Linked DNA regions of Mus musculus: regions 1 and 2 are each linked to region 3. A link is a contact called in public promoter capture Hi-C and targeted proximity ligation data. All regions are on one chromosome and are shown on one strand. The core of a region is the stretch at or near the end of the contact, and the rest is flanking DNA. Distances in the headings are between cores, read along the strand shown. Region 1 overlaps Nrxn2 (neurexin II). Region 2 holds the start of Map4k2 (mitogen-activated protein kinase kinase kinase kinase 2). Region 3 holds the start of Fermt3 (fermitin family member 3).

Region 1 (2,700 bases), core at 57-2,556, 570 kb before region 3:
TTGCTTTGGTAGGTGGGGAAACTGTCAAGCCAGAGGCCAGCACAAGGCCCCTTAGTGTCTTAGAACACTGGGAGTCCAGCTCACTTGTTAGGCCAGAGGCAACCTCTCTCAGGGCTCTTTGCTGAGAAAAGTACAGGCCACCCTGACAACTCTCAAAGCTCTGTATCCAAGCCAAAGCCACATGATGTCACCTCCACCCTCCGACTAGTGCCCTACTGTCCGTCTGGGTTTGCACTGTCCCAAGACCTGCTCCGGCTCCTCGCTGTCTCTTAGAGCCAGGTTGTGAGAAAAGCAGCCATTCTGTCTTTGTGGGCTATCTCCCTGAACTCCTGGGCCAGCCTGGACACTCCTGGGTGCCCCTTTGTCTGCATCCCCTTAGGATCAGTCATACCACATCCTGCCTCTCTCTGCTGCCCATTCTGGTCCTGAGCTCCCCGAGGACAGGATTTTCATTGTCTCTCTACGTTCTGCACAGCTCTTGACATATATGTAGGCATGAGCTCAGCACATTTAATTAATTAATTACTAATTTTGATAGGGTCTCACTGTGTAGTTTTGGCTGTCCTGGAACTCACTGTGTAGACCGGGTTGCCCTTGAACTCACAGAAATACATCAGCCTCTGTGTTCTGGGTGTTGGGATTACGGGTGTGCACCACCACATGTGGCTCACAATTATTTAAAGTGAGTGAGTGGTCACTGTTCCCAGCGTCTTCCTGACTGTGGTCCGGGTAAGAGCACAGGAACTGCAGGCTTTGTTCAGAAGAGTTAACTTATTTATTCACCGATGGAGGGGTGAGCATGCGTGCCTTCACATCCAGGGGCAGAGTCACTTACGACTGGATTATGGGCTGTCATGTTCAGCGTCTCTCTAGATTCCTGCAGCGCCCGGGGAGGTAGGCTGACAGGAGGAGGAGAGAGGAGAGAGCTGGGCTTAGCGCTCTGTGGCCTGGCCGAGGCCATAGAGCTAGTTGGTAGAGCCAGCTCCAGCACCCAGGGCTTCTCTCTCACATTGCATTTCCTCCCGAGGGAGCTGTACAAGATGTCCTAGGCAGTTCCTAGGCAGTAAGTGCCAAATGAGCAGAACACACAGCTGTAGATCCCCAGAGCCAGGAGGGTCAGAGCGGCTGGAGAGCTTCCCAGAGGAGGCCTTGGAGCTGGTCTGCAAAGGGGGCAGCTGTTGCCTCCCTTTCACGGCACCTAGAAACCCTCTCAGTCCTTGGCCACATTCAGCTTTGTTAGGCACACTTGTGAAGCCACAGATTCCCTGATGGAGAAGCAAACAAGTATTGGCAGTGACTCCCTTTCTACACTAGGAGCTCTTAAGAGTTGTGGTTTCTCACGTGCTGATGGGAGTTGTAGTTCCTGACTGTGGCCTGGCCACTGTGGGTGATGGAGGAAAGCGCCCCCTGCCTGGCGCTTCAGGATTTGAGCATCTCAGATCCAGCTAGGGCTCCAAGAAGCTCCCAGGGCCACATCACATTACACTGCACATTCTGATCCCTGGAGTAACAGTCTCCATGAGGGTCCACCTTTGCTTCTCTCTCTCTCTCTTCTCTCTTCTCTCTTCTCTCTTCTCTCTTCTCTCTTCTCTCTTCTCTCTCTCCCCTCATCTTCAATTTTCTTGCTACCATTGCCCACCTGCCTACCATGCCTCTTCCCTCTTCTTAAATGAGTTCAGGCTCCCCCAGACCTTAGAAATCTCTTTCCCTTTCTAGGTCAGGAGGACTGAGGTCCAGTCAGCTCAGGCTTTGCGGCATAGCTGGCTTTGCCTCCTCCCCTGGGTCCACCTGAGGAGTCCGGGAACGGCCTCATTTCTGTTCTGCGCCTTGGCAGCCACAGTCCAGCCTCAGCCCTGCCTCTCCTTTTTTTTTTTTCCCCTGACTTCTTTTGTTTGGTCCCAATCACTTTTTCAGGTGGCTGCCGTATTTTCCTCTCCTTCTGTCTGTGTCTCAGCGATGTTATTTGCTTTGACCGCAGTGAAGGTGAGGGAGTGGGAGGGGAGGTCTGACCTCTGGGCGGGTTTAACAGTATGGGTGGTGAAGCCAAGGTCAAATGCATTCCTGTTTCTGGTCCTTGAGCCCCCTGGCTCTGTCAGTGTCTGAGCAGCAGGCCTGGTTGCTATGGAAACAATAAAGCTCCAGAAAGCCTTGGCTTCAGTTCCCCAGAGGTCCCTGTCCCCTTTCTATGCTGGCTGGCCCTCCTCCTTACCTGTCCCCTCAGGGTTCCCTCCTGTTCTTTATCAATAGGGTTCCATGTGACCGCTCCTTCCCTTACAGCCAGTCTCCATTTCTCTCCTGTCCCACTGAGGGTCCATCTTTGTCCCCTTCTACACTGAGCTCCTCACATCACCGTTAAATATGTCCTTGTCTCTGCTGGTCACCTCACCTTCGCTTAGGGTCCCCCGCACAGAGGGAGGGATTCAGATGGTCCCAATGTGGCCCGTGCCCTGCCCCCTCAGCTTGCTGCCCTGTGGCCTCAGGACAGAAGGCCTTGCCAGCTGCAGTGAGGGCTATGCCAGGCACTGGGGCAGCAGCTGGTGCCTTGGCATCCGGATGCAGCGGGGCAGTGTGGGCAGCCTGCCTGGAGGGAGAGAGGCAGGCTTGTGTGCTGGAGAAGAGGTCTGCAGAATCTGCAATGAGATCCCCGTGCTGGCCCGTGGGTCTGTTCCTAGGGGAGGACAGGTGTCTCACAGTGGTCCT
Region 2 (2,740 bases), core at 120-2,619, 680 kb before region 3:
AGAGTCCAAGCCTGAGGAGCCACCACCACCCAAGAAGCCTGCATTGGACAAGGGCCCGGGCTCAGGACAAAGTGCAGGGTCGGGACCACCTAGGAAAACGTCAGGGACTGTCCCAGGTACTACCCGCGGTGGCCAGGAAGTCGGCAATGCTGCTCAGGCTCCAGCACCTGCAGCATCGCCACCCCCAGAGGGCCCAGTGCTCACTTTCCAGAGTGAGAAGATGAAAGGCATGAAGGAGCTACTGGTGGCCACCAAGATCAACTCGAGCGCCATCAAGCTGCAACTCACGGCACAGTCGCAAGTGCAGATGAAGAAACAGAAAGTGTCCACACCCAGCGACTACACACTCTCTTTCCTAAAGCGGCAGCGCAAGGGCCTCTGAACTCTGATTCTGTGGCAAGGCCCCAGGCCTGCCCTCACTCCCAGCAGGCTTCACCCTCATCCTCTAATTCAAGCCTAGACTCCGCCCTCAGTCCTAGGGGACCCAGAGCTGTCCTGCAGTGACTAGGAGCCTTCATTTAGCCCCTCTTCAGGCCCCAGAGCCCTGGCTCAGTTCTTAGAATGTAGGTGTCATCCCCACCAGCCGGCCAATTGGAACCTCATTGTAGGTCCAATCCCCCGAAATTCAGTGGACCATGACAGGAGCCCAAGTCACGCCTGAACAGTAGGGCATTCCTCCCACTTGGGGGCTAGATTGACCTTAGCCCCAGAGCACAGTTGCTACCTGGAAACCAAGGACCATTCAGTCCCTAGGGGTAGATTTCCGCACTTTATATAGAGTTCCATCCTTTGGGAATCCAAATCCCTTACCCCAAAGAACTTACATATTGCTGCCCGAATTTGGAAATCTTCCTCGTCTCCCTAGCCCCTGAGTACAGGACATGAAGCTCCGACTCTTATCTGTGAATACTGAGCCTCGCCCCCTTCCTGACCAAACTGGCGCAAGAACAGAGCAGGACCTCTTCCAGCCCTCTGGGAACCTCCCTGAGGTCCCAGGAGGAAATCTGCACGGGGTGGGGGAGGGCCAGCCTCTTCCTGTTTTGTACATAGATTTATTTTTCAGTTCCAAGAAAGATAAATGCATTTTGTTAAGAAAAAAGAGAGATGTATGTATGTGTTTCATCTGAGAAATCGGGGATGGGGCGGGAGTGGATATCTGCTTTTGCTGTTTTAGGATTTTGAACTTTATGCTCTGCACCTGTAGCGCGGCGAGAATTGGGAGGGGTACCTAAGCTCCGCCCCTGCTTCTGGGACTTCCCCGCGCAACCAGGGCGCCTCCTCTCGGCCAGGCGGGCGGCGGGGCAGCCCCGGGCTGGCCCCGCCCCGGGCTGGCCCCGCCCCTACGGCCTCCGAGTCTCGGCGCTGCCCCTGCCTGCCCGCTCGCTTCGCCCCGCCCCACCCCGCGCCGCTCCGCGCCGGCTCCGCAGCTTGCGCCCGCCGGCGGGTCCGGCGCCGGGCCATGGCGCTGTTGCGGGACGTGTCGCTGCAGGATCCGCGGGACCGCTTCGAGCTGCTACAGCGTGTGGGGGCCGGGACCTATGGCGACGTTTACAAGGTGCGCTGAGCGGGGCTGCGGGACGGGCGGGAGCGCAGGAGGAGGGTGCATCTTCACGTCCCGCCGCGGGAACCCCGGCCCCGCCCCCTCCTCACCCCGCTTCTCGCCCCTAGGCCCGTGACACCGTCACGTCCGAACTGGCCGCGGTGAAGATCGTCAAGCTAGACCCAGGTGTGGGCCCGGGTGGGGCCTCTGTGCTCCTGGGAGGCGGGCGGGTGAGCTGGCGGGGGCAGAGAGTTAACATTTTCTAGACCCCCCCGTGAAGCCGACCCCAGGAGAAACTAAGGTTTGGCACCTGCTCGGCAAGGAGAGAAATACTCTATGCTCATTTTGCACATAGGGACAGAGTCTAGGCTATTCGTTCCCCCCCCCCCCCCATAATGCCTTGTGCTCCCCAGGGGACGACATCAGCTCTCTTCAGCAGGAAATCACCATCCTTCGTGAATGCCGCCACCCCAATGTCGTGGCCTACATCGGCAGCTACCTCAGGTGAGGTTGTTTATCCTCTTACCCTCTTGTGCCTTGCATTGTGCCACCCCAGCTCTCTGTCTCCCCAGGAATGACCGATTGTGGATCTGTATGGAGTTCTGTGGAGGAGGGTCACTGCAGGAGATTTACCACGGTGAGATCCAGACTCCATGGACATGGCCTTTCCCGATCCCAACATAGGGGTAGGAAGGCATCCTTCTGGCTGCACTTGGACTCCTCTTAGCTTCTGACTGGCTGTGTGACCTTGAGAGAAATACTATCCTCCTCTGGGCTCAGTTTCCCAGCCTGAGTCTGGAAGAAATTTGGCTAACATCACTTTGCTGTAGTGGTGCCTGCTGCTCCCCACTCTGCAGGGTGGGTAGGGAGGGTCAGCATATCCCTCAGGCTCTTTCTCTTCAGCCCCCATTCTGTATGTTTCAGCCACTGGGCCCCTGGAAGAACGGCAGATTGCCTATGTTTGCCGGGAGGCACTGAAGGTATGGGGCTCATAGGCAGCACCCATTTTGGAATCCTCAGGAGTGTGGGCCCAACACATCTGGCCAGTGGGAGATTGGGACCTTGGGATGGGCTGACTCAGGGGGTGGAGGTCCTAGCAGGAGGGGGCCCCCCAGTTCTGTTGCCGGAAGCAGCCTATTTCCCTCTTGGCTCATTCACTTCCTGCTTGGGGAGAGGGGTGGAGGAAGCAGCTTGGGTGGG
Region 3 (2,700 bases), core at 67-2,566:
TGGGATGTCTTCCGGCTCTGACTATCGGGGCTTTCCTGCCATCCTCCCAGGAAGTGATAACTCTCATTCTCTGCTGGTAAAGTTGATGAGAAGCCTCATGGGGCCTTCTGGGTGACTGATATCGCCCTAGCCTACTCTGCCGTAACTTCCTGTGGGGGCAGGGCCTCTCACCCACTGTCAGCAGCCTGCCAAGTGGTTTGCTGGGGAGGAAATTTAGGAGAGTAGGTGCCAGGTCCCCAGGAACCTCCTAGCCATCCCTCAGGAACATAATAAGCCTCGGCACAGGCAAGACACACAGGGGACCATGTTGTCTGTCTCTTGGAGACTAGACAGAACCAGTAGGAGCTGGAGGAAGTATGGAGAGGGGAAGTTGAAGAAATACCTTCTTTGGAACCAAATAATTAAAGACTGTTGCCTGAGTCACTGTGACAAGGTTATGAGTAGAGGCGAGAATGGCCTAGAAAAGCCAGGGAGAGCTGTCATGACTGGATACATAGGGTCACGGGGACTCACTGATTTCCTCCACGATCTTCAGAAGTACCCCACCAATGTGCGACTCCCCCGTGACTCGGAGTGTGACAGACTGGGCCTCAGGGTCCTCCTCGCCCACAAACACCCTCAGCTCCCAGGAAGAGTCGATATAGTCCCCGGAGGCTGTCTTCATACCCGCCATGGCTGCGGCTGTTTCTGCTGAGACAAGGTGAGTAGACAGTGGGCTGCCTAGAAATAAGCAGGAGTCCTAGGGTACCCTGGGTAGGTGGGTAGGCTTTGGGGACACTGGTACAGAGAGCTACTGTGATCCAGTCAATATAAAACCCTCTTACTATCCTAAGTGTTTGGGCTGAAGAGACAGTTCCTTAGAGTCCACGTTGTCCTGCCAATTCAGGTTTCACAGGTGGGGACACCAAGGCCCAATACTCATTGTAAAGTACCCTGCTAGGTACCAGAACAGGTCAACTCTCCTACTCACAGTTCTGCCAGGCCCACCTATCTCAGAAACAAGTCCTGGCCCACAGCTCACAGCCAGTACTCTAACCCAAGCCTCTAGGGTGGTGGCAAGTGTGGCTGCTCTGCACAGAATGGCGGAGCAGGGGACAAGTGAGTCCTCCTGGGTCTTTCACTTACCTAGCCTGCAACGGGCTGCAGCTGCAGGTGGCAGTGGGACACCTGTTACCCTGGTCTGGCCTGGTCCTGCTCAGTTGCTTCCTTCAGAGGTCAGCCTGTAGTGGCCTTATCATGAAAGTTGTACTAGTCCCTCCCCAGGGCGGGCTGTTGCTGGGTACAGGAAGCACACTGCCAGCACGCAGAGGGCTCCACGGGGCCCTTGCTTTTGTTACCACAGGAAATGAGGGAAGAACAGTGCTGGGGTGACACCACAAAGTTCTCTTTACCCCACCCCCAGGCATCTACTGGTTGCACCTCCAGCCTGCTTTTTTCTTTTATTATTATTTTTTGTTGTTGTTCAAGACAGGGTTTCTCTGTATAGCCCTGGCTGTCTTGGAACTCACTCTGTAGACAAGGCTGGCCTCGAACTCAGAAATCCACCTGGCCCTGGTGGTGCTGGGTGCGCCACCACTGCCCGGCTCCAGCCTGCTCTTAGTGGGACTGTCTACAGTCAGCAGTGAAGTCCTTCCCACCTTTAAACAGGACTTGTTTCCAAACCTACCAGCCTTAAATCTGTCCAGTGACATGCTAGAGCCTCTCTGCCTCATAAAACCTCAATGTGATTTCCTCCAGGACCCTTTATCCCGTCTCTTTAGAGGGTTCTGGTGGTCCAACAGCCTCATGTCCATGCCAGGCACTGGGATGCAAATTGCTCTAAGGAACTGAGCAGGAACGTAGACTTTTCAGGGCAGCAGCCTACCATTAATGGACGTGGTTTTTTCTTTTTTCAGAAAGGGTTTCTGTGTAGCCTTGGCTGTCCCAGAACTCACTCTGCAGACCAGGCTGGCCTTGAACTCAGAGATCTGCCTGCTCTGCCCCAAGTGCTGGGATTAAGGGTATGTGCCAACCTCTCCTCCCAAGGTAAGGCTTTTTAAGTGTGACTAGGAGAGGCTGCTCTGAGGAGTCCTGGGGTTGGGACAGGAAGCTAGTTTAGGCTAACGTAAGACATAGTACAGCCTGGTGCTGGACTCAGCATCTTGCTAGCCCAGGAAGCAGTCTTTTGGGAGCAAATGAGGAAGTTCAGTGTTGGTCACAGTGTGGGAGGAAGATAGTGGTGTGGAGCTCAGGATTGGAGCAGCAGGAGCTGTTGTCAGTATTAGTCTCAGGCCTGCTTTCTGACCCACCTTGAGTCTAGGTTAGGTTCTAGTGTTGACCTAGCAGGTTCACTCTAAGACTGCACTGCACAGAACATCAACCCAAAGCTGATCAGAATGCAGGTAGGTCATCAGTTGTTGAGCGACACTTCCACCTAGTGGCCACCCTGACAAAGCAAACAGCTCACTCTTCAGCGACCTTTCTTTCAAGGCCATCAAGAAAAGGCTTTGTGTTGGCTTCCAATTCAGCACTACTGTGTCTTAAGAGAAGAAAGTCACTGGAGACCGTAGCAACATATAACCACGCCTGACTGGCTTCTTTATTGAGGAGGGACGTGGGTAAGAACAGGTGAAGACAGCTGGGACCCTAGGTTGGGAAGAACACCCTCCCCTCCCCGTATGCACCCACTGCCCCAAATAAAAAATAACCAACTATGGGGGA

What was found. Capture Hi-C pulls out chosen DNA fragments and counts their contacts.
Region 1: a targeted proximity ligation map of astrocytes shows a contact between it and region 3, with 2.4 times the contacts expected there. A contact is called at or near these places in 4 of 39 promoter capture datasets (cranial neural crest, frontonasal cranial neural crest, maxillary cranial neural crest and 1 more), 3 of 130 datasets of targeted methods (astrocytes, embryonic basal ganglia and large pre-B cells) and 1 of 9 other capture datasets (adipose tissue).
Region 2: a contact with region 3 is called in a promoter capture Hi-C map of liver, with 2.2 times the contacts expected there. A contact is called at or near these places in 2 of 39 promoter capture datasets (the HPC-7 cell line and pre-B cells), 3 of 130 datasets of targeted methods (bone marrow-derived macrophages, large pre-B cells and pro-B cells) and 2 of 9 other capture datasets (liver and pancreatic islet).

The regions. Positions count from the first base shown.
Region 1 is chr19:6,451,030-6,453,729 of GRCm38.p6, forward strand. All of the region lies in intron 5 of Nrxn2 (neurexin II), which reads left to right. Among named protein-coding and RNA genes, the nearest start is that of Gm14965, 34 kb to the left of the region's middle.
Region 2 is chr19:6,339,791-6,342,530 of GRCm38.p6, forward strand. It overlaps Map4k2 (mitogen-activated protein kinase kinase kinase kinase 2), which reads left to right and starts at 1,370. Exons shown (of 32, transcript NM_009006.3): 1 at 1,370-1,555; 2 at 1,669-1,726; 3 at 1,954-2,044; 4 at 2,113-2,177; 5 at 2,465-2,520. The coding sequence starts at 1,460. It overlaps Men1 (multiple endocrine neoplasia 1), which reads left to right. Exons shown (of 10, transcript NM_001168489.1): 10 at 1-1,104. The coding sequence ends at 382.
Region 3 is chr19:7,018,153-7,020,852 of GRCm38.p6, forward strand. It overlaps Fermt3 (fermitin family member 3), which reads right to left and starts at 1,317. Exons shown (of 15, transcript NM_153795.2): 1 at 1,126-1,317; 2 at 514-687. The coding sequence starts at 673. It overlaps Stip1 (stress-induced phosphoprotein 1), which reads right to left. Exons shown (of 14, transcript NM_016737.2): 14 at 2,544-2,700.